Linked DNA regions of Gossypium hirsutum: region 1 is linked to region 2. Evidence: chromatin contacts called from public Hi-C data. All regions are on one chromosome and are shown on one strand. The core of a region is the stretch at or near the end of the contact, and the rest is flanking DNA. Distances in the headings are between cores, read along the strand shown. Region 1 holds the start of LOC107918521 (probable WRKY transcription factor 57). Region 2 has its middle 14 kb from the start of LOC121225872.

What was found. A called contact is a pair of places that touch in the nucleus more often than the background predicts.
Region 1: a Hi-C map of leaf shows a contact between it and region 2, with 2.5 times the contacts expected there. The contact joins the promoter of LOC107918521 here to the enhancer-like site in region 2. A contact is called at or near these places in 4 of 34 Hi-C or Micro-C datasets (anther and leaf).

Annotation. Positions count from the first base shown.
Region 1 is chrD13:15,913,799-15,919,841 of Gossypium_hirsutum_v2.1, reverse strand. It overlaps LOC107918521 (probable WRKY transcription factor 57), which reads right to left and starts at 2,492. Exons shown (of 5, transcript XR_005922771.1): 1 at 1,679-2,492; 2 at 392-535.
Region 2 is chrD13:15,875,395-15,881,150 of Gossypium_hirsutum_v2.1, reverse strand. No RefSeq gene overlaps it. Among protein-coding and RNA genes, the nearest start is that of LOC121225872, 14 kb to the right of the region's middle. Within about 2 kb of position 2,465, at least 1 of the 9 cell types and tissues checked has an H3K27ac peak or open chromatin away from gene starts, as enhancers often do. A contact at or near this core is called in leaf, where this site is marked.

The DNA.
Region 1 (6,043 bases), core at 1,243-3,742, 39 kb before region 2:
GTATAGACACGTCTTATCAATCATATAGCCATGAACTGATGGAATCTCATCCTATGACACGATAGTGGTTTAATAATCAACGTATTGGACTTTTGTTAAAGAAAGATATCATTAACTCTAGTTTATAACCCTTTGATTTCGGGGCATCTTTTGTCAATGAACTGATGGAATCTCCTATAATAAAGAGCAAAGAAGGTAGAATTCATCAAAACACAAACTTCTGAAAAGAAAATTTTTTATTATAATATTGGAAAGTGAAAATATGGTTTACAATGTTTCACTTTGAAGTTTATTTTATTGAACAGAAAACAGGCATTGAATCAAGATTGAAAAGTGGATAATATGTCAGTTTTCTCTCAATCATATTCATAATAGAGAAATAGCAACAGACCTAGGAAATGGACTATTTTTAACAGCTTTTTGTCCATATTTTCGCCATCGGTAGCCATCTTCAAGATGATCAACTTCACTCTTGGTCATAAAAGCAAAACGTGGCTGCCTAATTCGCTTTTGCCCCTTCTTCCTCACCTTACTCCTACAAAAATATTCCACCTACAAATGATCAAAATGGAAAGAAAAAAAAAACCTAAAACATTAAAATATTTTTTTCTTTAAAAAAAGGTTGATGCGTATGTTTCAATCTACTTGCTAAATATTAAATCAGTGGTTCATTACTTGTTATTCTCCCATGCATCAGTGTGTTAATCTTTAACAAAAGATAACTATAATCAAAATGTCTGGGACCTGTCTAAGCAATTTCAAGCTATGCAATTGAAAGAAATATGAAACTTGAAACTACTAAGGTAAATGTCTTCAATGTAATCAAGAAAATAATTGAAAAATATTTATATACTTCATATACTGCAATGTGATGAAAATCAAGTTTCTAAGTAAGACAATGAACTTTCTAATACCATGAAAGGCATCAATATGGGAGAAACCCATGATTTTATGAGATGTCTGATCAATGCCCATTAACAGCAAAGAACATTTTATGAATCTAAATGCTACTAAATGTCAATAAATAAAGTTATAGTTTTTCTATTTCTTTTTTAAGAATGCATGAACAGGCAGTAAGTAAAACTATAAACTGCATTTCCCAATTCCTGAAACAATGAAAACACATCTCAGTATATATTGCTTCAGAGAGGGGATGAATTCAGAACAAAAGACAGACTTCATACCAAAAAAAAGGAACATGTTCCTAAATTATTCTAATTTGCAGTATCTAAGATTAAAGAGGATTTTCCCAGCTATATTTCCGCTTTTTGCCGTAAAAAAAAAAAAAGATTTCTCAAAGCAAAGCACGCCATTGCCGCCGCAATAACGGCGGTGTTGAAGGCCACTTCGTTAATAGGCAAAAAGTCGCTTTTATTTTTCGCCCTCTCTATTTGCCTTAATTGGACCAATTATTTCCCTAAATTTACGAAACTGCCTCAACCCTTCTTCCCCAACTTGCATGAAACGAGGTTGTTATATTTATTTTATGCAGTTTCACTGTACGGACACCGAAATTTGCATGACTTTTGATACGGTGGCTTTTATTACCATCTGTCATTTTTGCCCACCGAAGTCGTACTTAATTACAACTCAGTCTCATAAAGTAGCACAAAACAACAAAAGATAAAGGTTTTTAAAATTATTTTTTAACTTTCATCATTGGTTCACTAGTACTCACGGTATCTCAGGCGGTTTCCCGCCGAAGCCCGTAGATTTCTCCGGCGGATCCTCGCTGGAGCTCGACGACACCGACGGATTCGATGTCGGCACTTCAGCTGACCCGACCGGATTCGACGCTGCCCCTGAACACGAACCACCAGCTGCACCACAGCTTTGCGATTGCGAGCCGCTAAAATTTCCCGCCAAACCACGACTGGCGTCGGTTCGGTCTAGTTCACCGAACCTTTCAATCTCATCGGCATGGTCCAGTTGTAGAATATTCCAACCAAACTCACTCAGTATACTGCTTTCCCTATCGAAGAAGTAATTGATGCTATCCGAGACTGAGTCAGGTCCAGCAAGTGTCCAGCTCGAGCTCGAATCGGATTTAAACTCAGTCCCAGCTGGATCAAGCCCCTCTTTATCTTCCATCCTCTAAACCTTCATCCAAAAAAAGAATAGAACATACAAAGAAAATAACAGGATTCAAAGCACGTCCAAATGAAATCTAAAAGAAAACGTAGAGAGAAAATAAAACAAAAAAAGGAATGAAGGAGAGAGAGCTAGGGTTTTTGGCTAGTTATTTTTTCCCGTCGTCCAAACAGAAAAAGAGAAAGAAAAAAAAGGAAACTGAAAAGAACGCGCGAGTAAGAGAGATTGGGGGAGAACAGAAAAAAGATAAGTTTAGAAAAATCGGCGTCAACTGAAAATAGTGACGGGAGGTTGATATTTAAGCAAAGGAGGAGAAAGAAGATGAAGAGCAAGGGAAGCGGGTGTGCGTGGGCCCACGCGCATGAATGAAGAGAAAAATAGAAGAGATACTTTCCGACATAAGGACGCACCATGTTTTTTTCCCTCTCTTGGCAATGCTTTTTTTAATGTTATTTTTTCCCTTAATCGTTCTCAGATATTTGAGATATACCTTGAATTTTATTTAATTTTAAATTTAAATTTGAATTAATTCTAATTTTCAATAAAATAAAAATAAAATTTTTCAGTATTATTTTATCTATACATGAGATTCGTGGGATTTTTTTTTGAAGGACATCCAGTTTATTCCATTCAATAGATGTTGAATGTTAATTTATTTTATTTTTGAAGTTGCAAGTAACTATATCCATTATTTTAATGAGAATAAATCATTATAGGATAAATTTTAATTAATTAAACTCATCTATCGAAAATAATTTTCACAAACCTGATACTCAAAGTCCCAATCAATTATTTTAGGGTAAATTACATTTAAGTTCATTAAACTATTAGTAAGTCTATGTTTTAGTCACTCAACTTTAAAAATTTACAAAATGATTGTTGAATTATTCTCACTGATGTAACAGCCCAATTATCAATGGTGTTGAAAAACGGTAGTTTTGGAACCCCATTTCCAACTATTGATAATAATATTTACGAGTTTATTTTGAATTATATTGAATTTTGGTTTAGAAATTTTATTGAAATGATAATTAATTGAAGTACTAGCGCAATGACCCTAAAGTCAGTGGTGTCGAAATAAGAGATATTGCGACCTCATTTCCGCAAACCAAGCACGTAAATATTTACGGAGTTATTATATAGGTAAATTGAATTTTGAATAAGTAATTTTTTCGAATTAGTGACTAATTAAGGTACAAATACTAAATTGTAAAAGAGGTAAAAATTAATTACTATGAAATTATAATTAATTGAAGGACCGATTGAGCAATTGGACCCTTCTAATAATGTCAAACGGTAGTGGTTGTTGTTTGTCACCCGCTTAATTGATTAATTAAGATTTATTAAATTCAATTAGATTAATTAAGTACAAAACTAGGCATATAAGTAAAAATAAAAAAGAAACACATTATATTTACCAAAAGAAAAAGAAACACATTATTATTTCTTCCTTCTCCGCTCGTCTTCTCCACGAAAACAAGAAAGAAAAATTGGGGTTTTGATCGTTTGAACTTCGGTCCTTCAAAATAGGTAAGTATACAAGTTCGTTTATTGTAACTTTTACGTTTTTAAGGTTGTGGTAGCTCGATTTAGCTAATCCGTGTTTTATTTTCGAAACTGCCAAAGTTTCAAAATATTTCCATTGATGAATGCTTGAAGTTATTGGTGTTATTTGGTTAGATTTTAAGCTTAGATATGAAAAAAACTAATTTGTAAAGTTTAATTGTTAATTTTTAACATATGGACTAAAGTGTAAATATTTCAAAATTAAGGATAAATTTATGTAATTATGGATAATAAAGGGCTGTAGAAAGAGGTAATTGAAATTGGATTGTAAATCAAAGCTTAAATTTGAAAGATATAGCTATTTCGGTTTTAAGGACTAAATTAAATAAAATACAAAAATTTAGGGAAAATTCAAAAAAGTGAAAGTGAACTGATTTATGCTTATAATAGAATGGTATAAGGTAATTGGAATTGATAAATCATAATGAATTATTATAGACTGGGAATTGAGTCAATATGAAGATAATCGAGGAAAATGAGAAATTGCATATTAGTCCCTAACTCTTTGTTGTTGTTGTTGTTGTTGTTGTGTTTATCCTAGGTAAGTTCATACAGTTTATAATTATTATAAATGTTGATTAATTGTGTTATAAATACTTGTATATATACTTAATAATTCTTGAATGAAATGACATTGATATAAAAGTTGAATTGGGCTTAAATGAAAGGTATTTAGATATTATATAATTCGGGAGAAAAAAAAAGATACAACAAATACCTATTGTTGACTGTAAAGGAAAAATCCTGTCAATATGAACAAAGGCTTCAGCCTCAATAAGAAGAAAACATTATAATTTGTTGGCAACCAACTTTACTATAACTCAAGCACAATATATCTAGGGTGACTATAAGCACCTAACACAGTAAGGAAACTAGCCTAATACTTGCATAAGCAAGACTAATACTTGTATAGGACAAGACAAAATCTTTCATCAATTTCATAAGAGAAAGGAAGATTTATTAAATAAAGGAAAGCAATACAAAACACATAAACTTAAAGCAACATGGGTCCAAATCGACTTGTGAAATCATTTATTATTCCAAAATACCGTCAAAATAGAAATAGATCAAGGAACTGGTAAAGAGCCACCTTTTGAATATCTATAGCCAGTCTATTTTCATAGTGGAATTATTGATGATTGGTGGAGGTTCAACAATGGAAAACATCGATGTCTGTCCATCACAACCCATGAAGAAAGCAAAGATACCCAAAAAAAAAATCTATCAATTGAAGAGAGAAAACAAATGAAGTGGAAGAGGAGAAAGAATACGAGATCAAAGATGATGGAGGGCAAGCAGCGTTGGCTAATAGCCAGTCAACTACTAATTAAGAGATTCTCCCTTTAGAGTAGCAATAAATGGGTCGAGATGCAATATATAGGTGAAACCCTAAAAAAGTAATTTATTAATACTTAAATTACACGTTGTTTCCATATTAAGTTATACTTTTACTATGATTTAAATTATTAAATTTCTAGTTACACTTTTTTTTGATGAATGATGAAATTCATTAATCCAAGAATGCAGTTAAACTGTTACAAAAGAACAAAAAACAGTGTACAATAACTTTAAGTTATGCAAGCAAATTAACCAATAATACCTCAAGAAGCACAAAGTGCAGCATTAACAGGATCAGTTTTATTGATTGGTTTTCTTCCTAAGTAAGCTTCCACAGTCTCTTTAATCTACACAAAGACAGCATCTTCAGTCAAGAAAGATGTACCAAAATACCTCTTGTTCCTCTATCTCTATATCACATACAAATATGCACACCAAACAAGCTTGAGTATTTCAACAAGGAATGACTTTCCTTTAAGTTTCAATATCGCCCAAGCTAACTCTTGCCTCTGAGTTCCTACAGCCCTATAAATGGAGCAAAGGCATAAAATTGATTGCCACACCTTCCTTGAAAAGCTGCACTAAAAGAAAATGTGATCACATCTCTCTACAGCATCCATATGGAAAAAGCAACAAGTATCAATCGAAATCCCAAAAGTAAGCAAACGATCCTGTGTTGGGAGTCTATTAAGAATGACTATCCAAGCAATAAGAGAATGTTTGGGAATATACAAAGGGAACCATAGCAAACAGTGCCATTCCACCATCATACAACGAGTTCTAATTGCCTCACACAATTGCAAAGTACTCACTTTAGCATTAGCAAACTATTGAGAAATGACAGCAACCAAAGGCTTCAACTTAAGCATCCTTCGCCAATTCCAACTACTCATTGAAGTAGGAGCCGTATCTAGAAAAACCCTACCCTTTAACACATATTCACTAACCCAAGCGATCTAAAGATACCCCTCTCCTGCAAGCAAGGCACGGATAAGCTGCAAAATACAAGCTTGATTCCATTCTACCACATTTTTTAGTCCCAAGCCCT
Region 2 (5,756 bases), core at 1,216-3,715:
TCTATGTCTCCAGCTTTTAGGAGTCATCTGCTCCGATACCCAATATATGGTATTTTCCTAATTGGACTTAATAAATGACATAATAATCTTTTAATTTATTTGCTCAATTTCGATTAGACTATGAACCATTTAGACTATCTACTAATATAAGTTGTTTTCTCGCATTGTGATACAACCATATAATGCAACTTAGTATTAGTTAATTGTTAAATAATTAAGGAGTTAATATTTTCTTTCATTTTGCTTTACATGCAAAAACTCATTGAGGAAATTATACAAGAGATATTGATGAGAAAAATGAAATTTTATTAAACAAACTTGTTTGAAAAATTACAAATACATTGATAATATTACTACACTAACAACATTAGATCTTAACAAGTAATATCTAATATATCACTTAACAAAAAATTCCATGCTACTTTAAGTGGGTTGTAAAAAATGTGTATATATTTTGGGTTTATATATATATATTAACTTTTGTCACATTCACTATGTGAGTGTGAAGAAAAAAATTTATAGAATATATATATTTTAAAATTTATGGTAGTCTTTTATTTTAAGGAAAAAATTAATGGTATATTTTTAAGAAAGTAAATTTTTTTATACAATATTAGAGGTAGGGGATGGGATAATACGATTTGAACTCGTGTTAAACGAGTATTTGAAAAAAAATTTAACCATCACTCCATTCAAGTAATATTTTAAGTGAAATGTTTTCTTTTAGAAAAAGTGATTAAGTTATTTTATTTAAATATGTTATATATAAAAATTTAAACACAAAATTATCCCTAAAATATTTGGTAATTTTTTTAAAAAAAATTGAGTTAGTAGTCTTTTATTAATAAAATTGATATCTGATTAACTTGGAATACCAATATATATAAGAGTCAAAGTTTAACACGAGTCCCAATACTACCATGTAAAGTCTATTTTAGTCGCTCTACTAAAAATTGTTACAAATTAATCCTTATATATGAAAAATTTGTTCAAGTCATGACACTGTTATAATTTGGTGCTAAGTTACTAATAATATGGACAAAATATATAATACCCAACTAATTTACCCATAATCTGACCTGACCATAAGAAAACCCAACCATCCCCCAAAATAATCCATGTATTTTTTTAATTATCATGTGGTTGAAAAAAAATTTGTTAAGTTTGCATTTTTTTTAGCCAGTTAAAAAAGACATGAATTTTTTTGGATAGTTGGGTTTTTTTGGTAAAATAGTTATGTATGATATATTTTGTCTAAATTATCAATAATTTAACAACTTATAATGGTGTCATGATTTGAATAAATTTTTAATGTATAAAACCTAATCTAAAGAATTTTTAGTAGAAAGGCTAAAATTAACTTGGCATAATGACTTATTTTGTCCTCCACATGTACAAAAAGAAAAGTTATTTTAGTTTTTTATTTAATGTTATGCCTCTTTTTGTCATTAAACTTACTGTTTTTGTCAAATCACCCAAAATATATTGAAAAGTTAAACGTCTATTAACTTTCCATATGTGGGTTACTTACTACGTGGATGTCATGTTAACAATTGATTATTTTTAAAAATTAAAAAATATTTTTTAGACTTTTTAATAATTTTAACATTTTTAAATTTTTTAAATAGTTTATATATATATTTTTAAATTTTAAATTTTAAAAAGTAATTAATTGTTACCGTGGTATCCACTTATATGCCATGCCAGTAAAGTTAACATGTGTTAATTTTTTTTTCATCTTTTTTGAGGTGATTTGATAAATAACTTAAGTTTAAAAGCTAAAAAAGATGAAAAAAATAAATAAAGAGTTAAAATATATATATTTTTATAAAAGTGATATGGTAATGTAACAACTGTGAGAGAGATTTTGAAAAGCCATTACTGAATATGAAATTAATAAAGCTAGCCTTGCAACAATTGATATCTCTTGTTCTATATGTATATTTATTTATATGCATATATAATGGAAATGAAATTTAAGCTATTTTGACGAAGTTACTCTTAAAAGATTCAATATAGGGTTGTTAGTTTTTGTTCTTTTGAAATTTTATATCATAAATTTACTTGCATATAATATATATATATATATATAAATGGTTGAGTCATATAGAAAACCTCGTTATGAAATTTGGAAATATATTTCAAAAATTGTTTAATCATATTAGTAGTGAAGCAGTAGACCATCAAAAAGCCAAACTGCATTGCCAGTATCTTCAAAGCTTTGTATCAATGGCTGAGAAAAAACCTAGAAAATTCACCCTGGTTTTGTTTTGTTAAAATGAAGATATCTATACATGACGAAGAAGAAGGAAATGAAGTTAAACTTAGGCAGGTGCAGTCGCATTCAGGGTTTGAGGACCACTTTTTCTCTTATTTTCCAAGTTGCCAAACAGGTTGCAGGCAAGCCACTGGATCCCATTGAAGATGATCAAAGTTTTCAGGTAATATATATGTATAATGTGAGTGGACCAATCCCCCTTTCATTTTCCATTTTTTGGTTTACTTTCGCTGTCATGAAATGATAGCCGTCACAACCCTAATCCTATGGCAGATGCTTTGTTTACATTATATATATTCCTGCCTACATAATAAAGACAATCCTACTACTAATAATGCTAATATGGGATTTTAAGCATTATACCTGAGATTTGGCTTCTGTTGCTTATAAATTAATGTCAAGTTTTAATATATTTAATTTACTGACAAGGGGGGGGGGTTCTCAAATCATGTTTTTACATTTCATCAGTAAAGGATTTTTCATTTCAATTCTAAAATATTGAACAGCATACCTATATCATTTTGTATGGATGATAATAAAAATAAAATGAGACTTGCATGAGAGTTGATAGGTTATTATTTTTTAAAAGTAACAATATGGGCCAGAATTTGAGAATGGAAGAAGCGAAGTAGGTGGTTTTATAATTTAAATAATTGTAAAATTTTAACATTATTATTAATAAATATATTTCAACATTGTTCACTTGTATTCATGGCTCATGTTGGATTCCTGTTCAAATTTACTACACTTTATATCTATTTAATTTTCTCAAGTCCATTTATATTTGTAAATAGCTAAACCTGCACAAATATATTACTTTTAATTTAACATTTCCTAATTTATATGTTTTTATTTTATTGAAATTTTAAACATAGACATCATCTATATTTTTTAATGTTTACATTATAGAGTTAATATATATCACATATTTAGAACATAGGTGTGTTTTTCAAAAAAAAAAACATGTAATAAAAAATGAAACGTAATATTTGAAACTAATAGTAACACATATGCAATATATACGAAATTCAAATAAAAAACTAGTTTAAATGAGAGTAAAAAGAAATTTAAATAGGTAAATACATCAAATTAAGAATATTAAATGCACTCTAATTGCTTATCTAGTTGACTTTTAACGTTAACACCAATATATACAAATTTTATGCTGGTTTTATAAAAAATTGTAAAAAGATAAAAGTTCCATTGTAAGAATTAACTTATTCAAATACATAAGGTAGATTAGTAACCTCCCAACCAAGTTAGTGTCCGGTTGACTCATGACACTAACTTAATCAGAGACTTAAATAATAGTATAAATATATGGACGTGGGAGAAACAATTTGGATAATAGCATTGGAATATATAAAAAAAATAGAATAAAATTTTAGTTGAAGTGGTAAAGAAAAAATAGAATAAAACATTGACATGAGTTCAAATTTTATAATGGTTTTACGTAAAATGTAAAAAGACAAAAGTACCCTTTTAAAAGTATAACCTATTTAAAAATGTAAGGGTAGTTTAGTAATCTCTCAACTGAGTTGATGTCCAGTTAACTCGTGATATCAACTCAGTCAGGGGTTTAAATAATAGTATAGTTATACAATCGATAAGGGTAATACGATGCACAAAACAATTTATGATAAAAAGACTAAAGCACCTTAGAATAATATAATCTTTTTAAATATGAAAGGATATTTTCGTAATTTCACTGATTATTTAAATAATAGTATAGATATGTATAATTGACGGAGGTAATAAAATGTGCATAATAAAATTAATATTTACAAAACATTTGGAAATAATGCCTTATTTGAGTGGTAAAATTAAAATTATATCGACTCAAATGTCATGGCTTCAAATCCCACTAATATTGATTTTTTAATAAAAAGATTAAAATATTCTTGAATAATATAATTTATTTTAAATACAGAAGGATATTTTCATAATTTCATTAACCGAGTTGGTGTTCGCTCGATTGGCTCATGACATCAACTTAGTCCGTAGTTTAATTAATAGTATAGATATAACATAATATATATATTATAAAGTAGAAAACAAGAGGGATGAAGATCAAACATTGAATGTTGGAGCCCAAATCCGACTCATATTTTAAATGACCTTATTTTTTTTATCCAAACCCATTCTTTGAGTTTCATATTTTTGTCTAAATCTTTCCATGTTTTGAACAGGCCTTCAAACTTGAGTAGGCGACACGACCCTTGAGCAAATCTAAGAAATGAGAAAAGATAAAAAAATATATATGTGAATTGGATAGTTTTATAATTTAAGCTAGTTTGTATTTCCCTGCGATGCAAAGGTCAATTGTATATATTAAATTTATAATATTTTTAAAACATTAATTTTGTTTAAAATTTTTAATAAATTTATTTAAAAATTATTAAAAAATTAATGTAATTACAAAATTTGTTAAAAAAATTTAACTAATTTAGAATAAATTATATGAATATTATTTAATTTTAAAAGTATTTAATATTAAAATAATGCAAACATTTATTATAGCTTGAATATTAATATTAATAGAATTTAAATAATACTATCAATAATTTCTTATAGGTTATTTATTTTATATATTATTAAATTAATTTTTTTAATGTTAAGATCGTTAATATTCAATTTTTTGTAATTTTATATTTATATTTGCTGTACTTTTTAATTAATGAATGTAATTAATTCTTATTATATTTAAAAATATAAATTTAATTTAATAAATTATATTAGTATGTGTTTGTTTTTTTTTTTTTGTGTGTGAACAAACAAAAAGTTACATTAACTTAAAACATATGAAATATCTCTAGGTGGAACTGCAAATAATAATAGACCCTCCTCTCTATCAAAAGTCATTTTGGTATATAATTTGCATCCTTGTTCTCTTCTTTAGGAATATGTTGTAATAGTCACTGACCAACCTTCTTCAAGAGTAAATGAATCTGCAAAATTAAAGCAGAATTCAAGGATGACAATGAAGATTCTTGAATAGCGTTGGCAACCTCCACACTATCAGTCTGAATCAACACTCTCTCATAATTCCGGCTCTGCAGTATGTTCAAACCATCAAATATTCCCCATAGTTCAGCATAAAAAACTAAACACTTCCCCAAGCACCTGTTGAAACCTAAAATCCACTTTCCTATATGATCTCGCAAAGCTCCTTCTGAAGCAGCTATTTAAGATTTCGTCTTAGCAGTACCATCTGTATTTAATTGAACCCATCTGTCCTTCCAAGGGATTGTCTCCCTTTCTTGTAACCACTTGTACAAGCTATTCTTATTCAAAGAAGCATGTTGCTTAGCCCAACTTTAAGAGATCTTAAAAGCTTCACTAGTGCTCCATGTCATACCTTGGAAAATAAAAAGGTTTCTATTCTTCCAAATGTGCCATGCTAGGATACCAACATGAGTCACTCATTCCACCTCCTCCATCACCAAACTCTACTTGTTTTGCAAATCATACACTAGCC